2 separate regions of the Mus musculus genome follow, and region 2 is linked to region 1. The links are chromatin contacts, called in public Hi-C maps. All regions are on one chromosome and are shown on one strand. Each heading gives the region's core, a stretch centred on a gene start, on an enhancer-like site or on the middle of the called end of the contact. The rest is flanking DNA. Distances are from core to core; before and after follow the strand shown.

Region 1 (6,255 bases), core at 2,374-4,873:
GAACTTGATACACAAGATACTACCATGGTGGAAGTGGGTAGGGCAGGTTAGATAAAGTACCCACGGGTCTGACTTTTTTTGCAACTTCTTGTGAACCCATAGTGACTTCCAAATGAAGAGAAATCTGTAGTTATGTTTTTATGTAAATAGCTGTTGGGAGCCGCCCCCACATTCGCCGTCACAAGATGGCGCTGACATCCTGTGTTCTAAGTGGTAAACAAATAATCTGCGCATGTGCCAAGGGTATTTTACGACTACTTGTACTCTGCCTTTCCCGTGAACGTCAGCTCGGCCATGGGCTGCAGCCAATCAGGGAGTGATGCGTCCTAAGCGAAGAATAACTCCTCCTTAAAGGGGACGGGGTTTTCCGCCATTCTCTCTCTCTCTCTCTCTCTCTCTCTCTCTCTCTCTCTCTCTCTCTCTCTCTCTCTCTCGCTGGCATCTCTCTGGCTCTGCGCGCCCTGCGCTCGCTCGCTGCCTAAAGATGTAAACAATAGAGTGCGCTCTGCGCTGGCTCCTAAAGATGTAAATAGAAGGGGCTTTCGCTTTTGGGGCGGAGGGTTTGCGCTCCTAGCTCCTGAAGATGTAAGCAATAAAGTTTTGCCGCAGAAGATTCTGGTCTGTTGTGTTCTTCCTGGCCGGGCGTGAGAACGCGATTAAGAAATAGCCAAGGGCAAATAGCCAAGCCCTTCTTGAAGAACATGAAGAAACATGGGTGGTGGGGTAGCTATATGTTCCGACAGCGATCTTTGGTGTAAAGATAACAACATACATCAGGTTTTAGCCCTTGATGTATTTCCTCTCTGCAGAGCTTTGGAACCTTTCCGCAGGTGCACCAGGAGACAGGTAGAGAACAGTCCTATCTGCACCATTTGCAAAGCAGAAAGAAGGCTGGGTGCTCTTTCCATGGTTAATTTCCTGGCTCTGCTAAGGTACCGTGGTTATGTAAGATGTTATCGTGGGGGCTGTTGGATGAAGAGACACAGAAACTTCCTGTACTATTTTTTGAAACCTCTATGTAGTCTAAAACTATTTCAGGCTTTAAAAACTGGACACATTTTTACTGAAAATGGTTTCAAAATTGGGGCAGACGATGGAATGCTAAGCAGACACGGGAACCAAAGGCTCTGCTCTATGCATCAACAGGAATCTTGGGAGTACAGCGAGAAGGGAAGAGCAAGTCAGAAGACAGGGTTTGAAATATGAATTCAAAAGACTCAAGAGAAATGAAAGTGTTGAGAGTTTGGGTTTTCTGCCTTGGGGAAGGAGGAAAAGGGGGAGGGGATAAAAGAAGAATTAGAAGACAGGTGTGTGTTCACTGCGATATGATGTCTTTCCATGTTCCTCATCCAGAGAACACACTCATCAGGAAGGGCAGAAAGATGCCATGCAGAAGAAACTCTTTCTAGTGAGACTACCAAAAAGAGGCTTATAGTGGCTCTTTTTATCTATCACATGGGAAATGCCTGATATCCCAGGACAGAATAAAGATGATCCCTTCCCCTAAGAGACAAAGGAATGGCAAGGGTAAGGGAGAGACTTGGAAGAGAGCAGAAGCATTCTAAGGTTAGGATTCACATACAGCATGAAGACCATGCTGTGTAGCTCTGCCCAGACTGCAGGAGCCAACCCAGCCGACTGAACCAGTACAGATGAGGAAATGCTGGGTGGAAGGTGTGACACCCCCCAACCCCCTGAATGCCTTGACCTCCACAGGCAGGGAGGGGTGTGGCTTAGGAGTAGTTCTTTCACTGCTGGAGTGTCCAACTTCTAGCTACGGAGACACAACATTGCAATCTACAAACTTCACAATGTAAAACCAGGCAATGGGATCAACAACAATAAACAAAAACTTGCCCCAAAAAATGTAGAAACCCATCCAGTATCTCATAATGTTCTACATAAGATTACAATATTGTGTTGTGCTGAATTCAAAGCTATCCTGCAAGGCATATGGCCTGTGGACAGTGGGTCGGACACACCTGCCAAAACTTTCCTCAGCCCATGCTGGATCCCGAGACAGCAACACACTCGGGGCAAAAGTAGGGTGGAGTCTGAGTTATCTTAGTCTGGTGCCCAATCTGGCATGCTTATATGCTCAGAGGGATGACCTCCGACTCCAGGGACTTCAAACCGAAGAAGACCACAAGAATAGAACAGTTACTCTGATTTGAGAGTAGTTTTAGAGGTTAATTCGAGCATTCAGCAACTGTTTCCTAAACTCTAGGTGAAGTGGAACCTCAGCTGCTTCCATGGAGTTTCCTGTGAGGGCTCAATGTGCGGTGGGAGACTCTAGTGGGTACATTCGGGGTAAATTCATAAGTGTCCCCTGGGAAATCCGTAGGCACGGGTGTGTGTGTGTGTGTGTGTGTGTGTGTGCATTTCACTCCTGGCTTGCTTTGTGTAACATACACTACACATTCCAAACAGTCCCAAACAAACATTCCCTGAATGGCCAGAGAAGGTCAAGACCAGCAAGTGGCTGGAGAGGAAGAGGGGAGGGGCTTTGTAAAGCCTCAATTAACCCGATGCCTTAGAGTGTACTGCTTGGGGACTGCGTTTAACCTTAGTCTGGCGTCTACTCCTTGCTCTCACGCTACTGTGTGTGCCCTGCAAACTTAGAGGTCGCTCTCTTATACTCTTGTAGCTCATTACCCGAATAAACCTAACTAGCAGGGCGCAGGAGTGTGGTTGGGCTGACGGTCTCAGGATCAAAAGAGGCAGGGCATTGTCTTTGGGTTAGTGGAGCTGTCTTCTACCAGGCAGGTTAGGTTTCAAACCCTAGTAGGCATATCCTGTAAGGGTGTCTTCTCTCTCACTGGCCAGCTCCTCTGGGGACAACCACAGATCCCCTCCGCATGAAGAGTCTGAGCCTAGCTAGATAGGAGGTAAGCTAGAGGCCAGCAGGGGCCACCGAGGAGCCATACCCCAGGTCTGAGCCAGGTATCCGCACATCTTCCTACTCACCACCACACCACACACTGACCCTTTCCTATGTTCCCGCCCTGTCTGACCATCTATCTGGGTCTGAGACGGAAGAAGGGAACCGCATTTAGGTGTCAAAGACCAGAAACAAATGTCCTCTTGACCAAGTCCTGTCTTTTTTTTTTCCCCCTAGGTGGGTGGGTGAGACAGAAGCAGCAGGGCAGAGCAAGACGCTCCAAAGAGGGCACCTCTCTTAGGCTCAAGAGGAGGTGGCTCTCCGGAGCCGGCTGCCCGGGTGGGGGCTGGATGGCGCACGCCCCCCAAGCCCCGCAAACCCACGGGCTCCGCATGACATCAGAGGCTTGGGAGCGCGCAGAGCGCAGGCGCGGGCGGAGCAGGCGGGCGGGAGGGGGCGCGTGGCGCTGCTCGGAGAGCGCTCCTCCGCCCAGCTCGGTCCCTGCGCCCCGCTCCGCCCGTGCCTCGCTGCCCGCGCCGAGCTTCGGGCGTCCACAGCGCGCCCGTCGCCCGTGCAGCCAACGCCACCCAGGGCTGCGCCGCGCACCCCGCCTCCTCCCTTTCCGCCGTCGCCGCCGTCGGACACGCAGCCGCAGGCCGGGGCCCGGCCGCAGCTGGGGAGTCAGGGGCGCGCGCAGCCAGCCCTTCCCCCTCCGGCTCCCGCACCGCTCGCCGCCTCCCCTCGCCCTCCTCCTCTCCCCTCCCTGCTCCTTCACCGCTTCCTCCTCCTCCTCCTCCTCCTCGCCCGGCCCCAGCTGCCAGCACCATGTCCGCAGGGGGAGATTTTGGGAACCCGCTGCGAAAATTCAAGTTGGTTTTCCTAGGGGAGCAGAGCGGTGAGTACTCGGCTTATTCTCTCGGCTCGGAGCCGAGTCTTTTCCCCACGCCGCCCATTCAGCCACCCCACTAGGGACCCTCCCAGCCCTGGCTCGCCAAGGCCCTTCCACGCCCCGGTAGAGGAGAGGGATGCAGATGGGGAGATGGGGCTGGCTCGGGTGGGGCCGGGCTGGGGAGGACCAAGGGGGAAAGGAAGAAGGTGGTTCTGGGGGTCAAGGGATGAGGGTGAGTGTGAGATCTGGGTACGGGTACCCGGTGCAGGTGCGTCCGGGAGGACCGAGGGCGGCGGCTGGCTCACCCGCTCTAGGCGCCGGGCTCGCGGGCTCGCTGACTAGCTCGCACTGCGGCACAGGCTGCGGAGCACTGTGCAGGTGTCTGGGTGCCGGCGAGGGTGTGGGCGAAGGGACAGGAGCCTCTCTTGGGAGAACGAGGTGGGGCTGGGAGCTGGTTGCCCCCACCCCAAGGTTGCGCCCGAGGGGCTCCCTGCGGACCCTGCCTGGAATCTAGGGAAAGGACGCGTCCAGCTCTGGAGCAGATTGCTGCTGGGAAATGGGGAACACGACACCTGTCCCTTTTCGAAAAGAGTGGGTGCAAGTGGTAGGGTAACTGGGCACTTAGCTTCTCTGGCTTACATCCGACTGGGCAGAAGGTTCTAGACTCACTGTCCTTCACTAATGTGTTAGCCTCTTTGGGGCTTAGGGGTGTGGATCGTGAGAGTGAAGATTCTTCCCATAGCAGGTGACTTGGGGGATGGTACAGAGGCGTCTCATATCTGTGAGCTTGGCACTGGGCAGAGAAAGGCCTAGGCGACACGCCCTGCCTGGCTTCCCTGCCCCCTCTAGAGAGCATCAGTGGAGCCGGTGGATTCTCCCACCCCCCATCTCCCAGCTCACCGCCCTTCTTGGGGGAGGGGAGGTCACCGTGGCAGCCAGCCAGAGCCTAAGGAGGGGGAGAGTAAGGGTTTCTTTGCTGCCCAGGAGTCTCCCCTCCCAAGTATCTGACACCCAGGTTGGTCCAAGGTGGGAAGCTCAGACAGAAGAGCAGCGACCCCTCTGATACCTGTGGGAAGGAGTACCTCCTTGAGAGCCTCGGTCCAGGAGTCACATAACCAGGGGGTTACAGACATAAGCTGGGCTTCTGAGCATTTCTGCTGGAAGAGAGGGGGATCCCGGGGGGGGGGGGGGCGGGATTCCCAGCTCTAGCTCTGTAAACCAGTTCTGTTAGCTGGTTTGGAGGCCAAGAGGAGGAAGGCCGTGGGAGGACCTGGTGGGCCCAGGCACCGTGCAGCTATGACGTGTGCGTGTGGGCTGTGGAGGTCACATGGCCACCTCCTGTCTGCTGATGCTCAGTACCTGAGCTGGAGGGTTGGGAGCCGGGTGGAAGTCGGGGTTGCCTGTCCCGGAGAGCTGGGTTTGGGACATTTCACATCGTACCCAGCTCAGCTAGGTAGCCAGCTGGATCTGATTCCCTGTGCTTTGTAGATCCCAAGTGTCACAAAGGACACCTCCGTTCCTTGCTGTGTGGAAAGGATTTTGGGAGCACCTCAGCCCTAGGAGGGAGCCTGCAGGTGCACAGCAGCCTTGGGGGGTGGGGGGGGCTCTCAACTGTGTTGTCATTTGCCTGATTCCAGGCCTCCTGGACACTCAGTTTCTGTCTCTGAGTAGTGGGTAGCTGGAAGCAGCCCTTATGCCTCATGTTTCCCCCAGTGCCTGGACTATGCTGGAGTTCAAAGAATATTTGTTAATTCTAAATCTGAACACAGTTCCATAAAGAATCATATGTGGTGAGTTTGAATGAAACTCTGGGCTCCCTTAGCAACTGCTGATGGGTGGAACACACACACACACACACACACACACACACACGCCACCCCCAGTGAGAGTTCTGCCAACCCCTCCAGGTCTGGAGTCACAGAAGTGAGAGACAGCCTTTCCTCACATGCTCATGTGGAGAGAGAGTGGGGAGGTCTTGCCCAGAGACCCACTGTGAGTTGTGAACACTTTGGGAGCAGGAACCCCCACTTCCATTTTCCCGTCTGCCATTTTTAACTAGAGTGTCATTGGGAAATAAGATGACCTTCAATGCGGAAAGCCAAGTCTGGAACCTCTTTGAGAGGATTTATGGGCTCAGTTAGTTGGTTGTGGCCTGGTGGAATGCTTGGCTAATTGGTTAGGGGCAGGATTCATAGGCCCTTGGAACATAATCCATCATTGTGTTATTAGTGAGTTGTTTACCGCGGGTGTACAGAGCTTGTGGTGTCTGTGAGTCTCAGAAGTTATGTGTATTCCGGAGCCTAGTAGGCCGTGGCTGTAACCCCTTCCATCTTACCTCCTGACAGTTTGCATGCCAGCATCCTCTGCAGCCTGTGCTGTGGAGGGCGGCTCCTGACATCTGGTCCAAACCCTACCCAAGCTCTCCCTTCCTGTGTGATCACGGAGACCCCTCACGTTCCATACCAGGGCACTTGAGCCAACTGGA
Region 2 (6,426 bases), core at 16-2,515, 35 kb after region 1:
GATGCTCTTTGTCATAGGGCTTCAAGATTTCCATCTGGCCGCCCTCTTCATGAGATCTGAGTAGATAAGGTGGATGGATAGGTGTGGATTCTCATCTGGGCCCTTGAAGTGGACGCAGCATGCATCTGTATGCATCTGTATGCATCTGTATGCATCTGTATGCATCTGCACTCGGGGAGAGGCTCCTAGTCACGTCACCTCACGTGGTGCCTGAAGCCTTGGATTTTTATTTCTGTCTCCTGCCTTGTCCTGATTACGTGCTCTTGCCGTGGCCACAGAGACTTCTCCCTGACACAGTGCGGTAACTGGCCTCTTACCTGACAAGCGATGCTTCCTCTTCAAGGTGAATACATATATGCTTGTACACACATACACTCACATGCAGATACATACATGTGCACACACATACACTCTCACACGTGCCTGTGCACACACACGCACACATACATATGCATACACATGGCACACACCAGCACACACACATTTATGCAGTGCGCACACACACACACACACACATATACGCCAGCCTTTCCTGAATACTGAATAAAGCTTCTGCGTGCACTCGTGCCTCTCTCCGCTGTGGCTGCATCAAATCCTCCTCCTCTCCTATCGGCTCCACTCTTGTCTTCCGGTGGCCTTCCTGCCCACTCCAGCAGCCATCAGTCGCTGGCTTGTCTGGCCCACACACCCTAGGGACCACGTCACTAACACTGTTTTTCACAGGCTCAGACACTACTGGAGGGGAGGGTGAATGGGCAAAGACTTGGTTGACCACAGTGATACTTCTCATGATGTGAGCACCATGACCACCCAGGGACCAGGTAGCAAGGTGTTTTCTGTATTAGTATTATGATGAACAGAGCCAATTACATGTATGCACGTATGTATATGAATATATGTTATTGTACACGTACACACACGATTACAAATTGGACAGCCATTCTTCATAGAGAAGAAAGTAACCACGGGACAGATTGTGACCTTGAAAAGCCAGGTGCCTGCCCTGTGACCTTGGGAGCCAGCATCTCCTCCTCCAGGGCACTAACTGAGCAGCTGTCATTGGCTGGCAGTGACCCGGCCCTACCTGTTCCCAAGAGGCTGTGAGCTCCTCTCTACAAAGCAACCACTTTCTTGGCTGAGTCTTTAAGTTTACCAGGCTCATTTGCATGCTAATTTGCATAACTTTACCCAGATACTTCGGTCTGGTGGTTGGCTGTGCCTGAGAGAACAGCAGAGTCATTGTCAGGGGCTTGTCATGCCCAGCTGCTTTCTGCCATTTACGGATGCTTCTCTCCAGCGCCGGCCGGCCGGGCTCAAAAAGAAGACGCACGCACATACTTGCCTTTTCATTCTCTTCCCCTGAAGAAATAAATGCTGGCGTCAATTTATGCTAATTGCCATGCAGATTTCCTCCGGTAGACTTTATTGCTGTATCTTGTCAGAATGTGGATGCAAATTTATATTTCATAATAAATGCACAGAGCTAAGAAGATTTCAACAAGTGCCGTAGGGAATATCTTGCTCAGAGATCTTCTTGCTCGGATGTGCTGGTGGAAGGTCTGTGCAGAGGAATGCAAGTACGCCACCGTCGACACCCCTGTCGATACTGTGTAATGCCACACTCAAAGGAAGATAACCGTTGGGAGGAAATCTGTGCTTCTTAATATTCTTTGCATGTGTAAAATAAAGTGGCTGCTATTTTTCATAGTCAGTGAGTGCCGTTTGCCAGCGCAAAAGAATAAATTAGCATTGCCAGGTTCGGGGCCACGTATAACAGTAGACTACACCTCCGTTTCCTTCAGAGAAGACATCACGCAATACAGGCAGAGAAGGCACAGCTGTGTGAGGGGATCACGGGGCTTCTAGACTGACAGAGGACTCCCAGGCACATGCCTGTTTGTATCTCTTGATATCTCATCCCCTGTGGGCATCTACCATCGGAAATGATTTGTTTCATACCTCATAAGATAAAGAATAGAAAAGCTACCTTGACTATAACTCCTTGGCACAGTGAAAGAGCGGCGTGCCTCTCCTCGGCTCCACCTTCCTGAACCTTTGCTGAAGCCCTGGGAATCCCAGATCCTTGGGATGTCGATGAAGAATAGGACAGCAAAGGTTCCTGAGGGGCTGGGGGTGGGGGTGGGGGTCTGACAGATTAGGAAAGAAACAGTTCCTGTCTCTCCACTGCAGGATTCAACAGAGCCTTTAATGTGCCAGGAGAGTCACTCACTTGCTTGCTGTTTCTGCTCATCCTGAGCAGAGACTCCGAGGCCATACCGCATAACCAGACAGACACCGGGCAGTCTCCATGGCTTGGCTGTGCCGCTTTGCCTGGAGAGCCCTGGGTCAGCTGGTTCCTGGTAACAATTGCTCATTTCTGTTGACATAGCATATGACAGAATGAAGTGCCTTCACAGAGTCTTAACTCCTTTGGTCCAACAGTCCTTAGAGGGAGCTCTGGGATCTTCATTTGAGAGGTGAGGGGGTTGGGGGCTAGGGCTAGGCTGGGGGCTAATTGGACTCCTTAGTTCAGTATGCACGAGAGCTTGGGTCTTCAGTTATGGGGCACCTGTAAATCCCAGCACAGGGAGGTAGAAGTGTGAGGATAAGAAGCTCAAAGCCACCCCCAGCAACAAGCTAAAGGCCAACTTGGGAGCTGGGGTACAGTAGATCCTTTCACAAGGCAGAAAAACAAGATAAATAAATAAGCGCAAAGAGCAACAAAGAAAATCCCACTGGCGCCCACTGGACACATGACCCACTACTGATGGCATGTTGGCCTCTCTGGGGCCAGCTGTAGCCTGTCCTGAGTGGCCCTGATATACACAGCCTGAGTGCGCTCCCTTTCCAAAGAACCCGTGAGGGTTCCTCATCACCTGGGCCGCAGGGCAGCGCTGGGGCTGTGTGTATCAGAAATCCTGGCATTAATCCTGGAATAACACACACACACACACACACACACACACACACACACACACACACTCTCATACTCATACCAGTCTCACGCACCCATTCATGCCTTTGTACAAATACAGTGTAAACTTGAGTGTGTTCCATTCCCACGCACATATAAACACACATCCACCAATGCATAACTCTCCTGTGTGACCTGTGTTGACCCCTGAGAGGAGGCTGGTCCAGAGGAGTCACCAAGGATCCCTGGGCCTAGCCGAATAGTTAGTTGTTCTTGCTATCTGGTGTCTCCTTCCTCCAATGTTCACCTGAAGTGGGAGTGTCCTTCATGACCAAGACTGCAGGTGCAAAGGAAAAAAAAAAACTAGCTCTGCAAGCGAGGGCACTGGGCTAAGTGTGGCAGAAATACCGCCTGGGGCTCAACATTTGATCCCAGGTTTCCTGGTGGACAGGAGAAACTATATGCTTGGGTCTTGTAAATATAAATACAAGAAGTGTTCAGGTTTGTGTTCTGATCAGATGTTGCTACCCTGTAAACTAACCCACATCACCCACAGGCTGGTGTGTTTGGATGCTGGGTCACCAGCTGGTAGGGATGTTTGGGGAAGTTGTGAGATTATATTTAGACGACGAGATGTAGTGGAGGAAGTGTGTCTGGGGAAGGCAGAGCTGCAGTGGATTCCGTTTATGGCCTGCCTCCAGTCCTGATCCTCTGTGGTGGAAACAGCCTCACGCTCCCACCCGCCATGGGCAGGAGCTGCTCTCACCTCCCCTAAAGCCATCAAAATAGAGCCTTCCTCCTGTCAGTTCTTTCTGTCAGGTATTCTGTCTCAGCAACAGAATAGTCCCCAGTGTCTAGGGTTTCCTGGGGCCAGCCTACAGAGATGTACACACATGAAGTGGCTTGGCAGGTAGACTGGCTGGTAGTAGTGTGAACGGCGAGGTGGACTCCTCACGTGGGCAGTCTGTGCTTCTGACTCACCGGCCTCTAAAATGTGCTGCCCGCCTACCCGCCTCACTTCCTGCTGGCACCATATTGTACTGTGTAGACAAACACCTGAGACCCGTGGCCTCCACAGTCAGAGCTGACACAGGTCAGAGCCTGTAGGGTGGTACTGAATAACAATTCAACAGTGCTCTCAGACAGAGCCCAGGAGCTCCACACACTGTGCTCCGGCCATCCCACCTCCTGCCTTGTGGGAATGCCCATCAGTCTGGATCTAGCGTTGTGGCTCTCCACTTGGGCAGTATGAGTGATGGTCTGGTACTGCCTGCTTTCACTAGTTGGTGTGGTGTGGTTGCGGCTAACTTTCTGTAGTCTGCTCCAAAAGAGTCAGCCTATATTAGCTACTTTTCCACGAGTATCACCAAGCACCCAACAGAAACAGCCTAATGTAGAAAAGGTTGATTTGGGCGTGTGATTTCAGAGATGTCAGTCAGTCATGGTAGAGAACAGAGCAAAGCAGTTTGCATCATGGTGACCAAAAAGCAGAGAGTCGGAGCATGCAAGCAAGGGTCTGGATAAGGACACACTAGTGACTTACTTCCTCCAACTAGCCCCCATCTCGTATGCCTTACTATGTCCCAATAATGCCATTGTCTTAATGAACCCATCAAAGGATTGCGCCATTGATCAGACCAGAGCTCTCATGATTTAATTGTCTCTGGAAATGCCATTACACACAAGGGCGGGTAGACAGATAGACAGACAGACAGATGGAGAAGTACATTATTTATCTCCTAGGTGTTTCTCAGTTTGTTTGTTTGTTTGTTTATCATCCAAAGGCTTATGTTTTGAATGCTTATTCCCCAGCCCGTGGCACTATTTTAAGAGACTGTGTGATTTTTAAGAGGTGGGACTCTATCTGGTAGAAGTAAGACACTGGGGGTGGGAGGGTGGACCCTTGAAGATTATGCCCAACCCCTTCTTCCTATGTTGCTCTCCTTTTCCCGGCCTGCTGTGATGTGAACAGCTTTGGCCACATTCTGCTACTGCCAGATAGCCTTCCCAAGCAGGTGGGACCAAACATCCATGGACTGAACTCTTTGAACTGTAAGCCAGAAGAAAGTCATCCCATCCTTGAGTTCTTATTTCCATTGAGTATTTTGGCTGCAGTGATTCAAGAGTCTATACTAATCTACTTAATAAACTTAACCACCATACCTGGGCAGTGGTGGTGCACGCCTTTAATCCCAGCACTTGGGAGACAGAGGCAGGCAGATTTCTATGTTCGAGGCCACAGAGTGAGTTCCAGGACAGCCAAGGCTATACAGAGAAACCCTGTCTCAAAATGAAAACCAACCCCCCCCCAAAAAAAAAAAAAACAAAAAAAAGCCAAACTTAGCCATCACTCAGCGCACAAAGGCCATCTTTATGTCCTCATCTGAAGCCATGTCCTAGTAGCAGAGAAGGTGTGGGGTGGTCCTTGTCACCCTGCTGACTCACTATCACACCCTGGGAAAGTCATGTCTCTAGTCTGAACCTCTAGTTTGTCATCTGCTGAGTGAATATATGTTCACCCATATACCGGCTACTCCACTTGTTAAAACCTGCCTCAGCCACGCACACAGCCTTTCTACATCTGTCCACATTCGCTAAGTCTGACCTGTCCTGAGTATCATCCACATACCCTGCCCCGGAGCCTGCTCCTTCCCCTTGCATATCTTCCAGATATACACAACAGTTCTGTGTATCTTTCTTACATCTGTCCCATCTACCAGCCAGGATGATCTTTCTAGAGTGCCGGCTATTAGGAAGTCCTTCTGAAGTTTCACTTCATCCAGTTCCCTGGCTTCCTCAAGTCCCCTACAGCAGCCATTGGCCCCAACTGTTTTCCATTTTCTGAAAGAACTACCTGGCTTCATTCTTCAGGGTGCTCTCTCCTACAACACTCTCTTTACTGCCTTTACCTGTGTACTGACCCTCTCCTGTGCCCGTAGTCCTTGCAGAAGACCCAGGTCCTGTCACCACCATTTCCTTTCAGGCTAAGGATCGTCTTTAACATAGACTCTTTGTCCCCGTTCATTTAAAAGGTGCTTTTAGTTTATCTGCACATGAACATTTTTTGCTGGGTTTTAAATTCTAGCTCCACTTGCTATCTGTCATCATTATCTTCCCTGCTCTTCCATCCTCGGGTACCAGGTGCCATTTTCCTCTGGCTGGTCTCAAGATTGTATCTTTGGTTTGGTCCTCATTGATTTGACTCTGATTTTTAAAAGCTTTTCTGGGCTGGAGAGATGGCTCAGTGGTTAAGAGCACTGACTGCTCTCCCAAAGGTCCTGAGTTCAAATCCCAGCAACCACATGGTGGCTCACAACCATCCATAATGAGATCCAACTCCCTCTTCTGGAGTGTCTGAAGACAGCTATAGTGTACTTACATATAATAAATAAATAAAATATTTTTTTAAAAAAAGCTTTTCTGTACTTCTTGTCAATTGTGGTGGCTTCATGTTCTGTCCTTCACGTTGTGTTCTAGTTGGTATGATATTATATACTTGTGTATGCCTATGT

The links. A called contact is a pair of places that touch in the nucleus more often than the background predicts.
Region 2: a contact with region 1 is called in a Hi-C map of cerebral cortex, with 2.1 times the contacts expected there. The contact joins the enhancer-like site here to the promoter of Rab6b in region 1. A contact is called at or near these places in 5 of 39 promoter capture datasets (hippocampal neurons, liver, macrophages and 1 more), 13 of 484 Hi-C or Micro-C datasets (B cells, CD4 T cells, cerebellar granule neurons and 9 more), 9 of 115 datasets of contacts at active chromatin or transcription factors (cardiomyocytes, embryonic forebrain, embryonic hindbrain and 4 more) and 1 of 9 other capture datasets (pancreatic islet).

What each region holds. Positions count from the first base shown.
Region 1 is chr9:103,108,451-103,114,705 of GRCm38.p6, forward strand. It overlaps Rab6b (RAB6B, member RAS oncogene family), which reads left to right and starts at 3,624. Exons shown (of 8, transcript NM_173781.4): 1 at 3,624-3,776. The coding sequence starts at 3,707. Gm46128 (a long non-coding RNA gene) reads right to left here and starts at 4,817. Exons shown (of 2, transcript XR_001779270.2): 1 at 4,076-4,817.
Region 2 is chr9:103,145,731-103,152,156 of GRCm38.p6, forward strand. The region is part of intron 2 of Rab6b (RAB6B, member RAS oncogene family); the gene reads left to right. Among named protein-coding and RNA genes, the nearest start is that of Gm51658, 16 kb to the left of the region's middle. Within about 2 kb of position 1,266, at least 94 of the 459 cell types and tissues checked have an H3K27ac peak or open chromatin away from gene starts, as enhancers often do. A contact at or near this core is called in cerebellum, cerebral cortex, cortical neurons and 3 more, where this site is marked.